3 separate regions of the Sus scrofa genome follow, and all the other regions are linked to region 3. A link is a contact called in public Hi-C and HiChIP or PLAC-seq data. All regions are on one chromosome and are shown on one strand. Each heading gives the region's core, a stretch centred on a gene start, on an enhancer-like site or on the middle of the called end of the contact. The rest is flanking DNA. Distances are from core to core; before and after follow the strand shown.

The links. A called contact is a pair of places that touch in the nucleus more often than the background predicts. HiChIP or PLAC-seq counts read pairs in DNA pulled down with a chosen protein or histone mark.
Region 1: an H3K27ac HiChIP or PLAC-seq map of skeletal muscle shows a contact between it and region 3. The contact joins two enhancer-like sites. A contact is called at or near these places in 2 of 47 Hi-C or Micro-C datasets (embryonic fibroblasts and skeletal muscle) and 1 of 2 datasets of contacts at active chromatin or transcription factors (skeletal muscle).
Region 2: a contact with region 3 is called in a Hi-C map of skeletal muscle, with 2.5 times the contacts expected there. The contact joins the promoter of PAIP2B here to the enhancer-like site in region 3. A contact is called at or near these places in 10 of 47 Hi-C or Micro-C datasets (embryonic fibroblasts, epiblast stem cells, heart right ventricle and 4 more) and 1 of 2 datasets of contacts at active chromatin or transcription factors (skeletal muscle).

What each region holds. Positions count from the first base shown.
Region 1 is chr3:71,244,620-71,248,278 of Sscrofa11.1, reverse strand. No RefSeq gene overlaps it. Among named protein-coding and RNA genes, the nearest start is that of DYSF, 8.8 kb to the right of the region's middle. Within about 2 kb of position 1,343, at least 17 of the 83 cell types and tissues checked have an H3K27ac peak or open chromatin away from gene starts, as enhancers often do. A contact at or near this core is called in skeletal muscle, where this site is marked.
Region 2 is chr3:71,450,682-71,454,508 of Sscrofa11.1, reverse strand. It overlaps PAIP2B (polyadenylate-binding protein-interacting protein 2B), which reads right to left and starts at 1,756. Exons shown (of 4, transcript XM_013996061.2): 1 at 1,556-1,756.
Region 3 is chr3:71,344,593-71,348,244 of Sscrofa11.1, reverse strand. It overlaps ZNF638 (zinc finger protein 638), which reads left to right. Exons shown (of 28, transcript XM_013996059.2): 3 at 3,073-3,134. Among named protein-coding and RNA genes, the nearest start is that of ZNF638, 78 kb to the left of the region's middle. Within about 2 kb of position 1,639, at least 1 of the 83 cell types and tissues checked has an H3K27ac peak or open chromatin away from gene starts, as enhancers often do. A contact at or near this core is called in skeletal muscle, where this site is marked.

The sequences.
Region 1 (3,659 bases), core at 94-2,593, 100 kb after region 3:
TGTCCCCATCACCAAGGACAGTGCTTGGCATGTTGTAGAATTCTATACATAATTGTTGAATGAATGATTAAATGTAAGCCCTTTCATTTTACTTTCCCCCTAAGCGCATATTGTGTTAAATAAAGGCAAGCGAGAGAGGATGTGCAGATTGCAGCAGGTGGACCATAAATGATTCCAAGAAATATCTGTTATTCTGATCTCTTTCTTTTTTTTTTTTTTTGTCTTTTTGGGGCCACACCCATGGCATTTGGAGGTTCCCAGGCTAAGGGTTGAATTGTAGCCGAAGCTGCTGGCCTACACCACAGCCACAGCAATGCCAGATCTGAGTCGCGTCTTCGACCTACACCACAGCTCATGGCAATGCCAGATCCTTAACCCACTGAGCAAGACCAAGAATTGAACCCACATCCTCATGGATACTAGTCAGGTCCATTAACCACTGAGCCACGACGGGAACTCCTGTTATTCTGAGCTTGAAATCACAGACTTTTGAGGGAGTGTTGATCCCTCCTGGTACCTTCATATCAGGCAAAGCCAGCTCCCTGTCAGCAGCTGACCTTCCTGCCCTGGGAGTGTGTGCTACCCCTGTGCTGCTGGGGAAGAAGTTGTGCTGACAGCTGCACACTCATATCCATCCAAGTGGCCCACTTTAGGAGGTGAGTCACCAAACTGCTGGGAGTGGGTCCACACAGCTCCCGGAAAGCAGTTTAGCAACAGGTACTAGGGCCTAAAAAAGGCATGTCCTGTGCCCTTATAATTCCAAAGCTAGGAATCCCATCTGAGGAACAAGTAGAGGGGGCTGGAGATGGGTTTTATCTCAGTTTTTTTTTTATCAAAATAGATTTCTCACTTTATGATGCTAAGAATCTGGGAAGAGCCTAAGTGCGCAGCAATAGAAGAAAGCTTTGTGAATGCAGTACATTCATACCATAGAAAATTATGTAGCTATTGAAAAAAATTATAAAGAATGTTTAATGATGCAAGAAAATGTTACTTGAAAAAGGACACAGGACTGCACACACTCAGATCTCAAGTATACAATAAATACTGTCATTTACATGTTTCTAGGCATGCCATTCACAGGGGAAAGCCTGGGCTGGTAAATATCCAAATGTTAATACTGTAATTTTCAGACTCAGCGATTCCTTTCTTTTATGCTTTTGTGTTAAAAGTAGCATGTTTTGTTTTTACAACCGGAGAAGAGGCGTACAAAGTTTCTAAGGCAGCAGGCGCTGCCGGTCAATGAAATTCCTCAGCTCGGTCTTCTCTCGGGAAAGCGCAGGCCCTGCGCCTGCTCCCCAGCGTGTCCCTCGGGCGGTCCGGCTGGCTCCGAGGGAGAGTGCTGGAATCCCCGCAGCGGGAGGAGGCGACAGGCTTGGCGTCGCGCACTGCCTGAGGTGGAAGGTCAGGGGAGGGACCAAGCCTTTCTCCTGTCCGGGAGCGAGATTTGGACTGCGCTGGGTGCCCGGAGCCCTGGTCCAGTCCCCAGCCATCGCGGCCGCCGCCCAGTCCGCTGTTCCACCGCCAGGTGCAAAATGCCGTGTCATTGGGAGAGTCTGCGGCCGGAGCATTGAATTACAGCTCAGCCGAGCCCGGGTCGGGCGGCGGGGGCGGAAGATGAGCAGAAGCCCCTGTTCTCAGAGCGCTCGCTGACCAGCGGGCTAAGCGCAGCCGGGGCGGGGACCGAGCGGAGGCCCCTGGAGCCGTCCGAGACCGCCTGTTCCTCTTGAAGAGTCGCTGCTCTGAGCCAGGAGCCAGTGATCAGAACCCGCCTCCCACCGCCAGCCCTCTCCAGTGAGGGGATCCGCGAGCTGCGCCTCGGCCCTCCGCGACCTTCCCCAGCCCTCTCTGCGCCCTGGGCGCACGAGGCCCTGACTCGCGCCAGTCATGCTGAGGGTCTTCATCCTCTACGCGGAGAACGTCCACACCCAGGACTCCGACATCAGCGATGCCTACTGCTCTGCTGTGTTTGCAGGTAGGAGGGGCCCACAATGCCCCTGGACCGGGAGCGTGGGGGTCGGGGAGCGGACACTGCCTCTCTCCACCCGGGAGAGCACCGGGAGGTGAGACTAGACCCCTCAGGGCTGAGTGGCTTTGTTGCAAAGACACGCACCCTTGGGGAGAGGCGACTCAGAGACAAACTGAGGCGACGAGGGAGAGGTGGCTGAGCGTTGCTTCTCCTTGGCCTGAAAGCTGAACCGGGACTGGGGCTAAGGGGGGCCTGGAAGTCGGGGCTAGCATCTCCCCTCCCGCTCTCTGTATGTCCTAAAAGAGGCCTTTCTGCGCTGTGGGCTGCAAAGCGTTGTACTGCAGGGCTCCCCGCCTCTCTCCGGAAGGCTGGTCCCGAGCCAATTAATAATCCTGCTCTCTTCCCGGCCGAGGCCTGGCGGCTCTGCTCGGCCTTTGCTCTCTATCACAGGCTGGACTGGCAGGCAGGCGGCTCTGGGGACAGAGGCGCCGCCCACCGTCCAAGGATCTGATCCTTGCTTTGGGCAGTGGGAAGTGGAGCACGTTGGGGGTGGTACTTCAGTCAGCAGAGTGAGGTTCCCCTGTAAGATTGGGAGTTCCTGCCGGGGAGGTCTTCTCACCCACTTCTCTGGGAGGTGAGGGCTGGGCCCTTTCTGCTTCTCGGGAAGGACCAGCCTCCTGACAGAGCCAGAGCTGGGGGTCTCCACAGCTGGGTCTGTGGGTTTGAATTCACACTGGGGGAGAAGGACCTGGGGGTATGAGTGCAAGACCCCACCTCCCCACCCACCCTGCAGATTACCTCTCAGCCTCTATTACCTGCCTCACCCGTGGTCCCTAAGATCTGGCCACATCCCAGGCCTCCAGAAATCATAACATCAGCTTGTCTCTGGCCATCCAGCAGATGTTCCCTTTCAGTTTCACGAGCTCCTGGACCTACTTGTTCCCAGACACATGCATACTGGGAGCACATGTGACACCTGCACCTCCAAGGAGTTGATACTCAGAATGCAAGACACACACACACACACACACACAGATATTCCCAGGTGTGAGATTTCCAGTTTCTCAAAGAGTTGCTGAGTGGGCCTGTGGCCTGGAAAGCAGTGTGCACCAGAGTGAGGTTGAGGGAGCTTGGCGGGGGGTGGGGGGAGTAGTGGGAGGTGCACTCCAGCTGTGTTTTTTCCTAACATGGTGCTTTGACCTGCTCTGACCAATTTCCTGAAGTTGCTTCTGGAAATGAGGTTTATCAAGGTGTTTCCAGGGGAAGGACAGGGGCACACATGGGGCCCCCCCAAACACTTCCTCTGCATCCTCCTGCTCTGGGCAGGTCAGATCTGTGGGTCACCTGCAGAGCTGGGACTAGCAGCCTGGCTGAGGGCCCTGGTCTTCGAGCTGCAGACCATTCACTCTGTAAATATCTCCCTGGCTGAAAGGAGGGAGGACACCATGCTGCCAGAGGGAGAAAAGGCATCCTGGGCTTTAAGCAGCCGCCTCCTGCCCCAGCGCCCCTCCCCCAGCACAGTCCCCCCTGAGAGCTGAGCGGGCTTAATGAACAGAACCCTCTGGAGCTGTCTGGTGCACACATGGAATGCAAGAAGGGCCACCTTGGAGCTCCTGCCTTTGTTCTCAGGAGTCTTGTTTCCTCTGGTGCCTGCTCAGCCTGAACCAGACTTTCCTCCACCTTCTCTGAC
Region 2 (3,827 bases), core at 507-3,006, 110 kb before region 3:
TTGCAAAATTCTGGCCAAAACACAGTGGAGATGATGTTAAACTCACTGCTTACATCGCCCCACTAAAAACTAGAAAAACCAATTTCAATTCACATAAAGTCATGGAACTAAGCACTGTTAGAATCTACAAGGTTTTGTACACGTGTGTGTTCTTTCTCCCTCACCCCATCCCCACGCACACAGGCTAAAGGACCCATCAGGCTTAACCCAATACTTCAATTTCCTCCATCCCTACCAACAAAATCCTCACTGTCAAACAAATACACTAATATTTTCAAAACTCTAAAGTCTCAATCAAAACTGAGTACAATAAGTTACCTTTTCCTCATAAAATTCTTGGCATATTTTATTTAGGCACAACATAATTGGTACTTCTATCTAGAAACATATGGATAGAACCAACACTATTGAAATCCAAACTGATAACTATGAAGGTGAACACAAATTGTGAAAGGGGAATAAACAATGCTGTTTTTAAACAGAGTCAATGCTATATTATCCACAGGCTGAGTGAGATCAAATCACATTGTGCAATACAGCTAATGTGTATCCTATATGTTATGACAAAGTAGGATGGTCAAGTCCTTACTTACCCTGCAAACTCTAGAAGCGCCGTTAAGCTGTTTCAAGTATAATCCAATTCTATCTACTTAAAAATAACATTTAAAATTTCTTGCTGCCAATAACCCTTCTCGTCTGCATGTTCAAAAATTATTACCAAAACAACTGTAATGGGACAAAGATTCCGGCAAGGATATAATGATCAGATGCCTTTTTAAGAAAGGCAAGAATGGTTTACCATTAACAAAACCGATTAAAAGTTCCCAACCTTGCAAAGTTCCCTGTACAGTGTATTCTTCCTCTCTCGCGTTCACCTTCCAGCTGCCTGTAAGGGGCGAGTGGAAAATGTTAGTTTCCATGAAAGGTGAGAATGAAATTTAGGGGGGTGGGAAGGAGTAAAGGACTTACTGGCTGAAAGGAAGAGAAGTGGCCAAGGTTCCTAACTCAAATTAGGTGTCAAGAAAGAGGACTAGAGTAGCAGAGGAAGCAGAAGGAGTTTAAGAAAAGCAAATAATGCGGGGGGGGGGGTCCGGGGGCGCCTTGAATGGGGGAGGGGCGAACGTGCGCGACTCCTCCCCCTTCCTATCTCTGGGAAGAGGACGCGAGGAGGCAGTACTAGCCAATTTGCTTAGCAGTGTAGCACCGGGGCAGTTAAGAGGACTCGCAAGACAGAGATTTTAGTCCGTTAGAAGGGGATTAAGAGGGTTCAGGGAAGTTGAGGGTGGAAGACTAGTGCGCCTGTTGGGGGAGAAAGGGACTAAAGACCGCCCAGCACCCCCGAGGAACAGGGGCTGATCCCAGCGACCGCCCCTTCTCGCCGATGACTGCGACATGGGACCTGTCTGCTAACCCTCCCCTCAGGAGCTCAGGAAGCCGCGCGCAGCCCCTCACAATCCCGACGGCGGCGGAAAAGGAGGCGCAGGGCACCCCCAGAGTCGACAGAACGGCGCTTCCCTCAGGTTTCCTCCCCGGCAGCCCGGGCGACCGAGCCCACCTGGGCAGACCAGAAGCCTCTCCTCCAGACCGTACTCCGATACTCCTCCGAGAACTTCAGCCGTTGCCGCAGAGGTCGCGGTCGCCAGAACAGTCCGGCCTCTAGTACCAAAGCGTGAGCCACAGGACCCGAGGAGCGCTGCTGCCACTCGCCAGGTTACCTCTTACACCACACTAGCTCCTCACCCCGCCCCCGAACCGAAGCCATTGGTTGCTGGGCACCGCCCCATTCGTCTATTGGACGTAGGAGGATGCCGCTCAGTCGCCTAGAACGGCACGTGTGCTTCTTATTGGTCTAAACGTGAAGCAATTCCCGCCCCCTCCCTCAGAAGTTCCAGCTTCCGATTGGTATTAATGTCTGTCTTTTCGCTCCCTTGGTTCTTTCCCTAGGGATGGAGCGTCGCCTTGCGAGAGACATGAGCTCTGATTGGCTGAAAAGACGCTACGCTAGTCCAGGATCGGCCCTGGGCCAGGGATCCCTCTGGCCCCCACGTGGGGGAGGAGCCCAAGGCGCAGCACCTCTGGGTTTGTTTACACAAGCTCTTGCTCCGGTTTCCTTCCATTGGCTGAGCCAGCAGCTCCTCCCACCGGTTGCGCCACTCAGTCTAGCGAAGAGGGGCCTGTGGGCGGACCTCAGTGGGATTTCCCCAGCTGTCAATTACCAAGGGAGGTGCCTTGAGCAAAACTGACTTAAAACTGAAGCAGCCTCTGTTGTGGAAATTTGGGGAGTAGGGCTCCTTGGAAAGGCTGGAGGGAAGCAGAAGGACTCCCACATTTCTAGAGACAAATCCTGCTTCTTGAGTGTTTTAAAAAATAAAACCTTACTTTCCCTTTGGACTTAAGTTGTCCAATCGTTGCTTCTAAGGACTTTGAATTTTATTCTTCTGGAAATGGGAATTTCTCCTTTTTCTTTTTTTGTAACTTGAGCCACAGCAGTGACAATGAGTTCTCCCTCCTCGAAGCGTATCTCTTTTATTTTTACTGTGGTAAGATACACATAACATAAATTTTTACTGTTTTAGATATTTTAACTACACGTTTCAGGGGCATTAAGTATATTCACATTATTGTGCAACCGTCCCCACTCTCTACCTCCAGAATGATTTCATCATCCCAAACTGAAATTCTGCACCCATTAAACAATAACGTCCCATCTCCTCTTCCCTCATCCCCTGGAAATCACCATTCTATGTTTTGAGTCTATGAGTTTGACTCTTGTAGATACTTTATATAAGTGGAGTTATGCAATATTTGTCCTTTTGTGTATGACATTTCACTAAATATAATATCTTCAAGGTTCACCCATGTTAGAGCACTATAGCATGTATCAGAATTTCATTGCTTTTTAAAGCTGAATATTTAATTGTGTACCACCTTTTATTTATCCATTAACCTGCCAATAGAGTTTGAGTATTGTGAGTAATGCTATTATGGTTGTATATGTTTATATCCTTTCATTCCTTCAGTTCTTTTAGGTATATACTCAGAAGAAGAATTGTTGGGTCATATGGTAATTCTATGTTTAATTTTTGGAGGAACCACTGTTTTCTACAGAGGCTACAACATTTTACATTCTCACTGTTAGTGAACAAGTTTCCCAATTTCTCCACATCCTGCCAACCCTTGCTATTTCCTGATTTTTTTTTTTTGAATAGTAGCTATTCTAATGAATGTGAAGTGGTATCTCATTATAGTTTGGGTTTACATTTTTCCAATTACTAGTGATGTTGAGCACATTTTCATGTGCTTTTTGGACATTTGTATATCTTCTCTGGAGAAATATCTATACAAATCCTTTGCACATTTTAAAATCAGGTTGGTTTTGTTGTTGTTTGCTTTTGAATTGCATGAGTTCTGTGTATATCTGAATAGTAATCCTTTATCAGATATATGATTTGCAAATACCTTCTTCCCTTCTGTGGGTTGCCTTTCTCTGTTGATAGTGTCCTTTGATGATCAAAGAGTAATTCTGATCGTGCAAAGATACTATGTGAACCTGAAGATCTGTTTTCCAAAGCTATATCATGTAAGCCCCTCTCGCACGGTGCACCTGAAGGATACCTTAGGAAAAGAAACCATGGAGGGTAAAGGGGAGGCTATCATGCAGACAGGCTTTTTTTTTTCTCTGAAAAAACTAAGCATTTCTTGCATGTTCGCTTTAGATTACTTAATCAGACAAAACTTCAAACCAGAGAGGATATTTATTTTGTTCTCTCTCTTCACAATCCAGAGACATTCCTGGGAGAAAACTAGATCAGCTAAAGTAATTACTG
Region 3 (3,652 bases), core at 390-2,889:
GATTTTGAACTTTCAAGTAGTCATGATGAAGCCAGGAAAAATATCTTTAAGAGTTTTAACTTTTAGTCTGTAGAATAGAAATGATATACATTTTTTTCAGTAGTTGTTTACTGGCTTTGTACATGACTGTATTAGGTGCAGGGATGGAAATGAACTGTATAAAACTGTTCTTCTACATAGTTATTAACAGTCTCATTGAAGAGAAAAATTACACACCTAGAAAATTTTTTAAATATTGGAGGGGAACAAATGATTCAGTGATCGTAATTAACTTGTTTGGGTATGCTATAGGGGGAGAGAGATTTAATATTTTTATCCTGATTACAGGCTTATATCAGTCCAGGCCAGCATTATCAATTTATTAACATCTCTTGTGTATTTAGCAGTATATAATTAAAAGTGTATTATACTTTCTGACACCAGAAGACTTCTGTAGTCTAGTTAAAGAAGACTGAGTGACGAGCTGCACTAAGTCTGTCTGGAGTGATGTGGGGGGGAAGACTTCATGGAGTAGGTTGAAGATGGGTCTTGAATGATGAGTAAGCTTAGATATACTCAAGGGAGGAGGGATGACATTTCAGATAAGAGCAACAATAAGTATGAAGGGCCCTGAAGAGCTAGCCTAAGGAGTTTAGACTTGAAGTGGAAGGCATTAGGAAGGTAATTAAGGTTCTTAATCTGTGAAGTGACACGTTAAAAATTATTTTAGGGAGGTAAATCTGGCTGATGTATTCCGGATGCATAGGAAATGAGAATTGATAGGTTAGGCACCTGACTGGAGGCTACCTTAGTTATTCATGTGTAAGTTGGGGAAAATATGGGTTAATATGGTAAAAGTAAAAATTAGGGAAAAAAGTGCATCATCATTAGAGTTCGCAGAGATTGTCATTTAAAACAGACCTTTTAACAGAACAGCTCATTTTACCTAACTAATGAATTCTTCACTACTGGATGACAAATTATAGGGATTTGTGGATGTGGATTTAGGTGGTACAAACTACCTCTCTTTTTTCTGTGACGTATATTGCTGCCTTGTAAGTGTGCATGTATTCAACATTATACATATGTAACCAATAAATATAAATTACCAATTGGAGATTTTTTTCTTGCTAAGTAACATGTGACAATATGTTCCTCACCTCTGAGTCTCTAAAACTATAGCCTGAAAAAGACTACAATGGAATGTGAAATTATTTATTTTCTAAATTGAGGTTCAAACAGAGGAGGAGCAGTCCCTTGATTTAGAAGTTATGTCTTTTTGACTGTTCCCACTTGGTTTAGAAGCATGTCCTTGGATAGAACCATACCTTTTGACAGAAATAATTCAGTTTGAGAAAATAGTGACTAATGTAAAAGATTTTTGAAGTAATTGAAGGATAGAGAGCTCTGATAGGGTAGGTATTTTTCACAGTTTGATTCTGGGCCCACTTAAGTCTACAGTCCTTGCATCTCCTGCTTTGTAGGTAATTATCACTTTTTCTCTGGAGAGGCAGCACTGCTTTTGGACCCTTTTCTTACTGGAGAGTCTAGAAATTGAAGTGGCGTAGATATATTTACTGAGCTTAAAACAAGTAATGTCAGTGAGTGCAGTGGGCCTGTTAAGACACAAAGAAAGTAGGTGTGTGTATGTAGATAGAACTGGAGGAGTATGCCTCAAATAAGTTGTCAGCATCAGCTGATAGCTGCTGTATCAAATACATGTACGGTATTATTTCTTCATATTTTTTCAAGAAAAGCTGGAAATCTTTGGGATTTTATATGTTGGCAACTTATTCAAATGAAACATCTTATGGTCCAAGTAAATCATGCCCAGCTCAGTACCTGCCAGTGTGTCTGTTTGATGTAAACAGTATCCAGTTAATGTCAAAGACATGGGTTTAGTATTACTAGAGACTCCTTAACTGCCAATCTCTTCTAGACTTCTACTTGTATCACTGAGCAGGATGTGCAGACATTTCTTTTTTGCAATCCACAATCAGTTCCATGGCTTAATGAAATAGTTTAGGGTTTGTCATAACCTGCTGCTGAGTACTGCAAGTAGTGTGCACTTATTTTCAGGTAGTTCTTGACAAGGCAGATTCCAAAATTAGTGTCAACTCTGGTTTTTAACTGTGAATATTTCTAGTTCGTCTTTAGCAATGACAGACTGAAATGTTTTTGAAATGGAAATGAGTAACATTTTCCTCTAGGAAAGTTATAAAACACAAAACTGTTCAGTAATTTTTTTGCCTTTGCAAATGCTGGAGAAACAGTAAAACTTTGAGTAATATACATGTTGCTTTTAAGTAATTATTTTACTTGGGGGACTGTATCTTTGAAAACTGTATTATTGCCTTAAAAGAAAAATCAGATGTATCTTCCAGGAGAAATTTATGGGTACAGAATGTAATTTTAGGGCAAATTTGTGAATGAAGTTATGTACAATAAAGTATTTTGTTCATTGTAAAGTTCTAAACTTAAGGGACATCATGTCTTTGAAATGGTGTTACTTTCCATTATACCCTGAAAATAAATTAGATTCAATCAGCAGAATTTTTTCATATTTTTACTAATCTTGTCCTTTGCCAATATAGTGAGTACCTTGTTTGGAATGGTATTGGTCTAAGAGGTAGGATTTTTTGTTGTTAATGTTGTTAGCTTGAATTTGAGAGGTGTAGGGCATTGAGACTATATTTTGAAGATGCCGTTTCAGATACCTTTCTATTTATAGAGTTTTTAGTGTTCTCTAGAGTGTTGTTTTATATTTGGGATGAGTTATTTCTGATCCATGCTTTTATTTTTTCCAAGTTTAAATATATATTTGACTTCAAAATGGGTATCCATGGGTATGATTTTTTTAAATGTTTTCTATACTAAGATGTTTTAAAATGGTATCAATGAGGTATGGTATTAAGTGCTTTTGTTTGGAGGCCTTTTATTTTTGTTTGTGAAAATTTGAGTAGCCAAATGGCATTTATAACTAGATTTGTTTGAGTCTGAAAAAACAAAGTATACCGTGTAATTTTAATAAGCCTAATTTCATTAGTCAGCCGAAGAATATTCTAATTTGTGCAATTGTCTTCTTTACAATAGGATTGGATTCAGCATCAAAACACATCTACTCATATTGAGAGCTGCCGACAGTTACGTCAACAGTAAGAACAATTTTTTTCTTTTTCATAGGTAGTAAATTTATACAGTATTTCAGGTATGATTGGTTAATACCTTTAGTGTGGCACTTTGGAGATAAATATTTTTAGAAAGCTATTGCCTATTCGAAATATTAATTTTATACAAATAATATTTAGTCTCTTTCCAAAAGGAGAATTAAATATGATCCTTTCTTTTTTTTTTTTTTTTTGCTATTTCTTTGGGCCGCTCCCGCGGCATATGGAGGTTCCCAGGCTAGAGGTCGTATCAGAGCTGTAGCCACCGGCCTACGCCAGAGCCACAGCAACGCGGCATCCGAGCCGCGTCTGCAACCTACACCACAGCTCACGGCAACGCCGGATCGTTAACCCACTGAGCAAGGGCAGGGACCGAACCCGCAGCCTCATGGTTCCTAGTCAGATTCGTTAACCACTGCGCCACGACGGGAACTCCTGATCCTTTCTTTTGACTCTTCCTAATTTAATCCCAGTAGGTCAGTTTTTCCCTCCTTGGGATGGTTATC